Linked DNA regions of Pan troglodytes: region 2 is linked to region 1. A link is a contact called in public Hi-C data. All regions are on one chromosome and are shown on one strand. The core of a region is the stretch at or near the end of the contact, and the rest is flanking DNA. Distances in the headings are between cores, read along the strand shown.

The links. A called contact is a pair of places that touch in the nucleus more often than the background predicts.
Region 2: a contact with region 1 is called in a Hi-C map of stem cell-derived neural progenitor cells, with 5 times the contacts expected there. The contact joins the enhancer-like site here to the promoter of CDK6 in region 1. A contact is called at or near these places in 2 of 7 Hi-C or Micro-C datasets (blood and stem cell-derived neural progenitor cells), 1 of 1 datasets of contacts at active chromatin or transcription factors (stem cell-derived excitatory neurons) and 1 of 1 other capture datasets (stem cell-derived neural stem cells).

The regions. Positions count from the first base shown.
Region 1 is chr6:102,211,299-102,215,931 of NHGRI_mPanTro3-v2.0_pri, reverse strand. It overlaps CDK6 (cyclin dependent kinase 6), which reads left to right and starts at 2,474. Exons shown (of 8, transcript XM_003318579.6): 1 at 2,474-2,672. It overlaps LOC748709, which reads right to left. Exons shown (of 6, transcript XM_063815936.1): 2 at 4,259-4,360; 3 at 3,941-4,195; 4 at 2,587-3,849. The coding sequence ends at 3,079.
Region 2 is chr6:102,418,221-102,422,671 of NHGRI_mPanTro3-v2.0_pri, reverse strand. LOC134810468 (a long non-coding RNA gene) reads right to left here and starts at 4,312. Exons shown (of 3, transcript XR_010158592.1): 1 at 4,155-4,312; 2 at 3,188-3,268. Within about 2 kb of position 1,276, at least 3 of the 24 cell types and tissues checked have an H3K27ac peak or open chromatin away from gene starts, as enhancers often do. A contact at or near this core is called in stem cell-derived neural progenitor cells, where this site is marked.

The sequences.
Region 1 (4,633 bases), core at 1,225-3,724:
TGACATTAAGAAGTCTTTCAGTGTAAGTTACACCACCATATTTGGAAATAAGTCCATGAAATGTAATTTTTAAATACCTGTAAGATGATTTGCAACTTTAGAATATCTGGTATGTAGTGTGAAAATACTGGTTGGAGTCATTATTCTTGAGTTCTATATATTAATTCTCAGAAGACTCCTAAACAAAGAAGTTGGAATTTGGTTCACAGTTTAAAAAGTTTGAACATATTTTCTTATGATAACCTGTTACCCACAGCAGAAGTTATCCATAAACAAAAATAATCTGGTATTTACTAATTTTATACAATCAATTGTAAAACTGCCTTGGGTCTGAAGCTTTCACCAACTGGGACTTAATGTGAACCATAAGCAGGAAGAGTGAACAATGATAACTTAACATAAAAGATAGCAGTATCAGGAAAAGAAGAGGACAGAGAGTTAACACTCAGTACTAACATATATAATTAAATAAAGTTTCATTGTTTTTTACATTGTCCAAATGATCTAGTAACCTAAATCATGGAATTTCTGATCTAGCAATGGTTGTTGTCAAATTCAGTAACTAAAAATTCAACCCAGTGTAGAAAAGACACTTCTCTGTTAATTTAATATCTGTAGCTTACTATTTTTTTAATAAATGATTTATTCAAATAAATTCTAGCCATGATGTGCTGCTTCCTATTTGCTGGCAATTATTTCTGGATTATATAAACATGTTAATTACCAGCAAGTAAATCTTGTTTTAAAAGGCAAATGATAAGTGTGAACAATTATCAAAATGGAGGATTCCCACTTGTGTCTCTGGCTTAAAGTCTAATTAGTGACTTGTAGTGATCCAATATTTTTATGTAAATATAAAATCTAATGATTTGCCTTCTTAAATTTATAAGGTATACGAGATTATAGATAGCTTTATAAATACAAATTTTGTTCAGAAAACTAGATCTTATTTTAGAAGACATGCTCTTAACACAAATGTATTTTATGAATTATCTTAAGCTTAAAGACATACAATTATTCACTTTTATTTTTAAAGAAAAAAGTATTATAATGCATTGCAAAATATGTGCTACTGAGAATGCATCAATTTTTATTTCCCTAGCCTTACCTCACACTATAACATAGAATCAGTTTTATAAGGGCAAAAATTTGATTTACTGTGAGATTAGTAACATGGTTTTAAAGTCAAAAGATTTATAGAAGTAGTATTTCCAATTCAAACAGAATTTTGCCAGGTTTTAATTTTTCTACAAAGCACTTAAGTAAATAATTTTGTGAAAAGTTTTGCTTTAAGATGTTTTAAAGGGTTTCAAGTATTCTACAGATACAGATTTTGGGGAGAACACCAAATTCTTTCCAAAAAGACAGCTATTTCTAGTTTTCTTTTACTCCATTGTAGAAAGTTTTAAAGACTTTTTTTTCTCCAAAATCTCATTTTCACCTGAAATAATTGTATTCAAGGGTTTCTCAGCAGGTAAAGTATACATTCTTACAAGGTTTCAAATTTCAGATTTCCAATAATGCATTTAAACTGAGCACTCCTCTTTTTGTGTATGTATCTACTATCTGCAGTTCTATTATTTACACTAAATTTTAGTCTTTTTAGCTCCTCTGAAATACGTTAGTGAACCCTCAGCAGTTACTAACCACTTAATAATTGTGAACCCGCCAGCCCCTTCAAGTAGATCGTTAACCATAAGAGTGCCTGACAATTTCCAAACCATATCCTCTGTCTAAAAGGAAAAGACAGGGCTTTGTGAGGCAGAAAGGAAGCGAAGGAAAACAAAACAAATGTAGCTCATGCTGAAAGTGAAAAAGTGCTTGGATAGATTAGTATTTTCTTTTCTGCAAGGCATCCTGCCAAACTTTTTCTTTACTTTTTTAAGAGAAGAGTTATTTTTTGGTCTGATTTTTCAGTTTCTTGGAAAGTATTGGTATTTACCACCCCCATTGGCCGCTCATAATTATTGTTGGTTGTTTTGTGTTTTTCCCATCCGTCCACGTCACACAGTGAGGATGCCCCCCGCTTCACCCTGTCAAAACCCCAACTCTGGGCGACCCTGGGTTTGGAAACTCCGCCGACTCCCGACGACACATCCCACTCTCTCCCACTAATGCCGCTTATTTTAGTCGCAGGATCCCCCTACTACAGTTTCAGTGAAAGCCGGAAATTTTCATTTAACTCTCCCCCCCACCCCCGCCCCCACCGCGCCCTTCTAGCCCCCGACTCGTAGAAGGGAGCTAGGGAGCCCGGAGCTCGGAGCACTGCCGGGACTCGGCCGCCTCATTTCTCTCCGGAAGGCTTTAATTTGCACACTTTCTTGCCACTGCGCCACGAGCCCCCAGCCCCGCCGGGGGGTGGGTCTCCGGCAGAGTTAGCTTCGCGGGTCCCTGCCCCCACCCCGCACGGTCGCCCCAGCTGCCTCCCCGGCTGGGGCCCCCAGCGCCGGCCGGAGCCCCGCGGCCCCCGTCCGCCCCCAGCGAGCGGCGCGGGCGGCGCCCTCCGCCGTCCCTCCGCCCTCCGCCGCTGTGCCCACCCCCTCGCCGGAGAGAGTGCTGGTAACTCCTTCCCCAGAGTCTGAATACCTGCTCCGCGAGGCCGCGGACACGTGCGGAGAGCCGACTGACACTCGCAGCCCCCTCGGGAGGCCCGACGCGACTGGGCCCCTCAGGTGAGGAGCTGTGCGCTCGGGTGGGTGGGCTGCGGGGTGGGGGGTCCCGGGGGAGATCTGGGGGATTGGCCGGGGTCCGAGGCAGAACTGTGGGTGGGGTAAGTGGAGGGTGGCGGGGGGTGGGGGGGCCTGTGTTTCCTTGGAATCGGCTTTGGTTAACCCCTTACGAACTGAGACGGGATTGGTTATGGGGGCCAGTTTTGGGGAGCTAGAGGATTCTCCTTATCTGATGAGAGGGGGAGATCCCAGCCTAGGGACACCCACGACACCGAGATCCTGCTTCCACGTATCCGTACGCACACACACCCACACGGAACACTCCTCATACAGTTTCTCCAAACGGAACTGGAACTCTACTCGGACACTCACATAATAATTCACATTTAGGGTTTAAAATGCACTGCCTCTAGGGACTCCATGCTGGAGAATGTGCTTGCATTTCCCCCTCGAAAACGCCCTCTCCAGCTCGCTGAGGTGTGGGTGTGGGCTCCACCTTCCCCTCCACGAGATAAATGTTAACGCAGGCTTCCTGCGGGCGTGTTATACACAGAAAATTGCACGCAGCCGGCCAGTGCCCAGGCTTGGAGCCCCGCGAAGACGCACGTTTGCTGTAGTTTCCAAGTTTACTTTTATAATTTAAAATATTGGAGTTAAACACACGCCCCGCAGTGAGCAGTCCTGGTCCCCGCAGCGCGCCCGTCCGTGTGCATATGGGCGCATCTGCGTGTGCGCACACGCGGGAGTCGCGGTCCCCGGTGTGGCCTCTTGTCGCTGTGCTGGTGGCGACCCTTGTGGTGCTTGGCAGGCTTCGGGAGAGGCGCATGAAGGATTTCATTGAGTGTGAAGACAGAGAGCAGAGACAGAAAGCAGAAGGAGGCGGCTGCAGCCTTTGTAGTCGCGGAGGAATGCGGAAATGTTGAAGCACTATGTCAAACTTTTTTTGAAATGGGGTCAAGTCACATTCAGCCAGCGTGGGAAAGCAACAACAACAACAAAAAAAAGTGGAGGAGAGGGGGGGAAAAGGCATTGCTGCTCCCGTTTCTCTCCGCCGAAGCCGACCGTCTGGGGGGCGAGTGGGGGGAGAGCCAGGGCAGTGCGGGGCCCGGCGGGGGCAGCAGGCGCAGTTCCCTGCGGGGGTGGGACGTCCCCGACGCTTCCTTCGCTGCGGAGCCCGGGGCTAGACTCGAGCGGGAGGGGGTTGGGGGGACGCAGGACAGGCGGGTTGGACGGCCGGCGGCGGCTCCCCGGCTACCTGTGTGGCCCTCGACCTGGCTCAGACCCCTGGGCAGTCCCTGGGGGCTCTTTCCTCGGCTTTTAAGGAAAGTTCTGAATGTAGTGAGTGCCAGAAGCTCTGCTCTCGCCGCGGTCCGCTCCACCCGCTCATCGTGGGGGTCGCGCCGTTTGTTTAATTCCTGGCAAAAGGCGAGCGGGCCAGCGGTTGCGAGGCAGGTAATTCCGAGGTGCCCCGGGAATTCCGGACATGCGGCCGTCGTGGTGAAAGTCCTGCCGAGGCCGCGGCGGCCCTGGAGGAGGGAGGCCCCCTAGGTCCCAGATAGCTGCTGAATGGGGAGGGAAAGTTAGGGTACCCTACTCTGGCGCTTTGTTGTGCAGAGGGCTCCGGGGGCGTCCGGCTGCAGACTGGACCGGGCCTTTAGCCGGAGGGGGAATGGGGCAGCCACCTCTGCTACCTACAGCGGGGAGGTCCTGGGAATGGGAAAAGGTTCGCGAGTCCGGGCCCCGAGGACAGAGACCTTCTCTCTCACCCCTGGAGGCGCAGGATTTAACCCCCCCCCCCCCCCCACCCTTTGAAAGGGAGGTTGAGTTTTGCTCAGGTCGAAATCAGTTTAAAACTTAAGGACGAGGCGCGATTATGCTATCCCCTTCCTGAAGTTATTCTTTAAGGAGACGACAAGCGAAATTGTGGCGAACACCCCTTTCTCCCACCCTTGGGATCCCGTGGG
Region 2 (4,451 bases), core at 27-2,526, 210 kb before region 1:
TGTCACACAGAGTGGTATTATCACACTGGGTTTGTCAGCATTTCATGGTTTCTAATGGTCTCCTGTGCTTATAGAGCCCAGGGGCATCTCAAAAATGGCATCTTGGCTGGCATTCCACCTCAAAGTGCCTAACAACCCATCTTGCTTCTTGAAGAACTTCTGCTGATTATCAGTGGTTCAGGAAATGTAATCTAATTTTTAACACAAACCAAACCCAAACATAATTACATGCTAAATATGTAGAAAGAACAAGCATATGATGCAGTTCAAAGCCAAATAAACGTGATTTCTATTTTTGATCATTGAAAAGTAATCTTTCTCACCACTGCCTTCTATAAATATAAGGTAATGTGTGTGAGCCACATGCAAGTGGGTTCCTAAATCCCACTGTATATTTAATATTTATAGTAACTTTCACTCAAGAATCTACTCCCATATGTGCTAGCAATCATTTTTCCACTTTGAAAGCGTGAAGAAATTATTCCCATTTTACAAAAGTAAATAAATTTAGTCCTGGAGAGGATAACATTACAGTTCATTTTCATGTATAAATGTCCTTCCCTGCTAGAGACTGAGCACCTCTATGGGAAAAGAGTGGTGTCCGATTAAATGTTAAGGTGAAAAGTCCAGTTCATCCTCTGGAAGAAAAGAATGATATGTCCTTGTTCATCCCTAAGCCTTCTGGGTTGGAATAACGATAACTGGGATTTCATGAGAACCTAGAAGAGTGATCTTGTTTAATGTATTCACTCCCAAAATACAAAGTTTCTGGACTACCCTCTAGAAGCTTTTATTCTGTTGTATACAAACTCATTATCATTCATACAGCCTAAAATTTCACATAATCATTTGCTGACCACTTTGCAGTTAGGCTTTTTAGATATATTTTTAGTTTGTTCTTGATTTCCCTATTTGTTTTTTTTTTCTTGCTGGGGAGAGGGTGAGACATATTGAAATTTAATAGAGATGATTGTTAGACAGAATTTTGAAGGAAGTGAGTGTACTCACCCCACCCACTTCATCAGGAGATGCTTCCTCTGTGAGGTGGGATTTGAGTCATATTAATTTGTCCCAGACCACACCAAAATTAAGCTGTTCACGTCTGAAACATTCCATGAGTTCAGTTGCGAGGAGGAATTTGTTCAGCCATGTTATGGATTCATATTTCTCTCCTCTCCCAAGAAGGTCTGGGTGTCCTTATAAGGGAGAACGCCTCTGTTTCCCACAGTGTGGAGAGCGAAATAAATACTCTCTCACAGTCAATGCAGAGGTAACTTTTTTTTAATGGATTAAAAAAAAAAAAAAAGCAGTTCTGAGAGTCCATCACTGTTTCAGCATCCCCATTCAGAGAGGGGGCTTTTGTCTCTCTCTCAGTGGGAGCTGCCATTTTAATGGGGCCTCCAGCAGGGCCTGGTTTGATGATGTGAAGTAGGCCTGGAAGAATCGTGGAATTTTTTTTTTTTAATTTAGATTTTGGTTAATTTAACCATACTGGCTTTCAAATGAACTGAAATGTAAAAGTGAATCCACGGTAAATGTCCCTCAGAAACTGCTACCAGATAATTTCAGCGATTTCTCATTTCTGAAGCTCTCTCATGTGAAAACCAATCCCTTGAAGTTCTAATAGGCATTACCGGCCGTCTACCCCCAACCCCCAATCTATTTGCAAAGATGAAAATCGGTAGAATTCATTCTTAAAAATATGCATACGCATACACAGACACAAACGTGCACTCCTAAATGCTAAATGAAAACATTGCTTTTAGCTGATTGCTGATGCCAAGCCAGGATTGGGATAGCTTTGTGGTAATTCTGGGGTTTCCCTTTTGCCTGAGTCATGAACACCACGGTACATGGAATGCTCCCCGACCCCAGAGCCTTGGGAGTGCCAAAGCTACTCCCCAAGCCCTCGCCCCAGAGGAGGATTCCAAAATCCCCCACAGCACACTTTCTAGATAAAACTGTTGCTCTCAGTAATGAGGCCACAGCCTGCAGAGCCAAACTGGCCCGCAGGCCGCTTTCTGCAGGCCTGGCGCCGGACCTGCTCTGCCCCCGCCCGCCCCGCAGCCCCCGCGGCCACACAGTGGCTGCGCCTGGCAGCTGCGCGCCCAGATGCCAACCGCTGGAATGTGTTTTATGTTCCCGCGTCTCTGCCTGGCTGGCCTCGGGGGAAGGCTCTTCCCTGGCCTCTCCGGCTCCGGCGCTGGGCTGCGGCAGCTGGGGAACCGATGTGCGATCATTTTACACATGAGCTAGCTGTTCACCCTTCCAGGAACTGTTTGCCTGCACTAATTCCGCGCAAGATGCACACACTGAGCCCCTTTGTAGGGCTGAAGGATGACAGTCTCTCCGGCCTAGATTGGTTTAGTAAATGACTGACTGCATGGACCTGAGTACCTGGGTATTCGTGTGTGTGTGTGTGTGTGTGTGTGTGTGTGTGTGTGTGTGTGTGTGTGTGTGTGTGTGTTGACTTAAAGGCGCTCCCTCTTTGCAGAAATAAATGAATTAACGAATTTTTAAAAAGAAGGTAGAACTAACGCATTTTCGAAAAAAGCAAACATCAGGGAATGTACAGTTTGTTACAACATATCTATCCATGATTCCATTTTGGGGGAATTTATATGAAGATATCCCACAATCAGGCAATCGCCAAACAAGAAAGCATCCTTAATTGAGTTGAAACTGGGGGTAAGGGGACAGAAAAATCGCCCCCATAAAATAATTTCAAATTCAGCCTTGTGTTTCCCAGTAATTGGGCTGTCTGAGGATGAGACTGGGAGTGGAAAAATCCAAGTCAGTCTTAGAGCTGCACTTCTCAAAAGTGGCTGCAAAGGCTTTGAGGTGGTCAGTGATTTGTGTTTATTTACAACAATGCTTTAATTAATCATATTTAATAAGATTTGATATCACTTCATCGGTGGCTAAGCAAAATATTAATTATGATTTAGTTTGTTGAATTACCACTATCAAGAACTTGGATGATGATTTTTTAAAAATCATTTTATCTCTCTGTGCCTTTTCTATGCTTCAGAAGTGACAATGGCATGTTTAAGAGTCTAGGAAACATTTGAGCCTGGGATGAAAAGTCAGATACCGAAGACCCAGTTGTACACATAATGCATTTTTAGAGAAGATACATAAAAATGGACATCCAGCCAGGTGTAGTGGATCATGCCTGTAATCTTACCACTTTAGGAGGCCAAGACAGGAGGATTGCTTGAGGGCAGGAATTTTAGACCAGCCTGGGCAGTATAGCAAGACCCCATCTCTACCAAAGAAAAAAGAGAGAGAGAGAGAAAGAGAAAAAAAATGGACATCACTTACAAAGTACACTCTCAATAGCAGATATGCTCTATCTTTAAAAAAAGTTTTGAATTATTAATGTATCACCTTCTTGTTAAAGAAAACAATACCAAAATGTTTAAAATTAAAAGTAAAAATTACCTCCATTCCCACTCCCCTGGAATAATCACTTACAAATCCAACAAGTATCTTTCCAGTCTTTTTAAACACACAAACACATATACTGTATAATATATATATGTGTATAAAATATATGTGTGTATTGCATATGCTTGTATACATGCAATATACATTTAATGTACCTATAGAGAGAGGATCGCTTCTTTTTAATGGGATCTTGTTAAACATATTGTTCTATAACTTCCTTTTTACTCAGAAATATAATCATGAATAGCCTTTAATACCAGTATTATATTATTTGTAGTGGCTCCATAATATTCCAGAATATCAGTGTATGGTGTTTTATTTAGTCCTTCCCATATTTATGGTCATTAAAGTTATCCCAAATTCTTCAGTAATATCAATAATGCTGCCATAAACATCCTTGCATATATATCATAAATTTTAAATATATATTTAAATGCAGCTGTTTTTGTTGTTGTTTTTTGTTTTTGTTTTTGTTTTTTGCCTCTGTGGAAACTGGAACTGTCAACTGAGAAGGGAAAGGCAGCACGAAATGAAGTATAAGTGTTGCATAAAGAATAAAGGCTCAAGTTGCAAAGCAGTGAGTTGGAGTTGGCTTATAGGAACAGAAAGCAGACTCATTAAAAATTGCATTTTGATGTATAATGTATTTTTTTCAAAGTCATGAGGCTCTATGTTCTCACAATGTCTTCTTTCAGATAACATACCTGTAGGTGTGCACAACTCTGTCTCCAACTTTGTAACTGAACTGGGCATGGAGTTGGGTTCACTTTGTAACTTTGAAATCTTGATGAGCAGCACAGAAGCAGTCATGGCTTCTCTGTAGCTAAGGAGACTGCAGTAGTTGCTACAACCAGTAGCTATATTTGGCTCTATTTCTCAAGCACTGAAATTGAAAATAAAGAAGTATTTTTCCTTCACTTTGATCTCCTTTCTATCTTGCTTTCTTTTATTGTATATTCTTTTTGAAAGTCACCTCACATTCTTACTGATTGGGTCTAGAG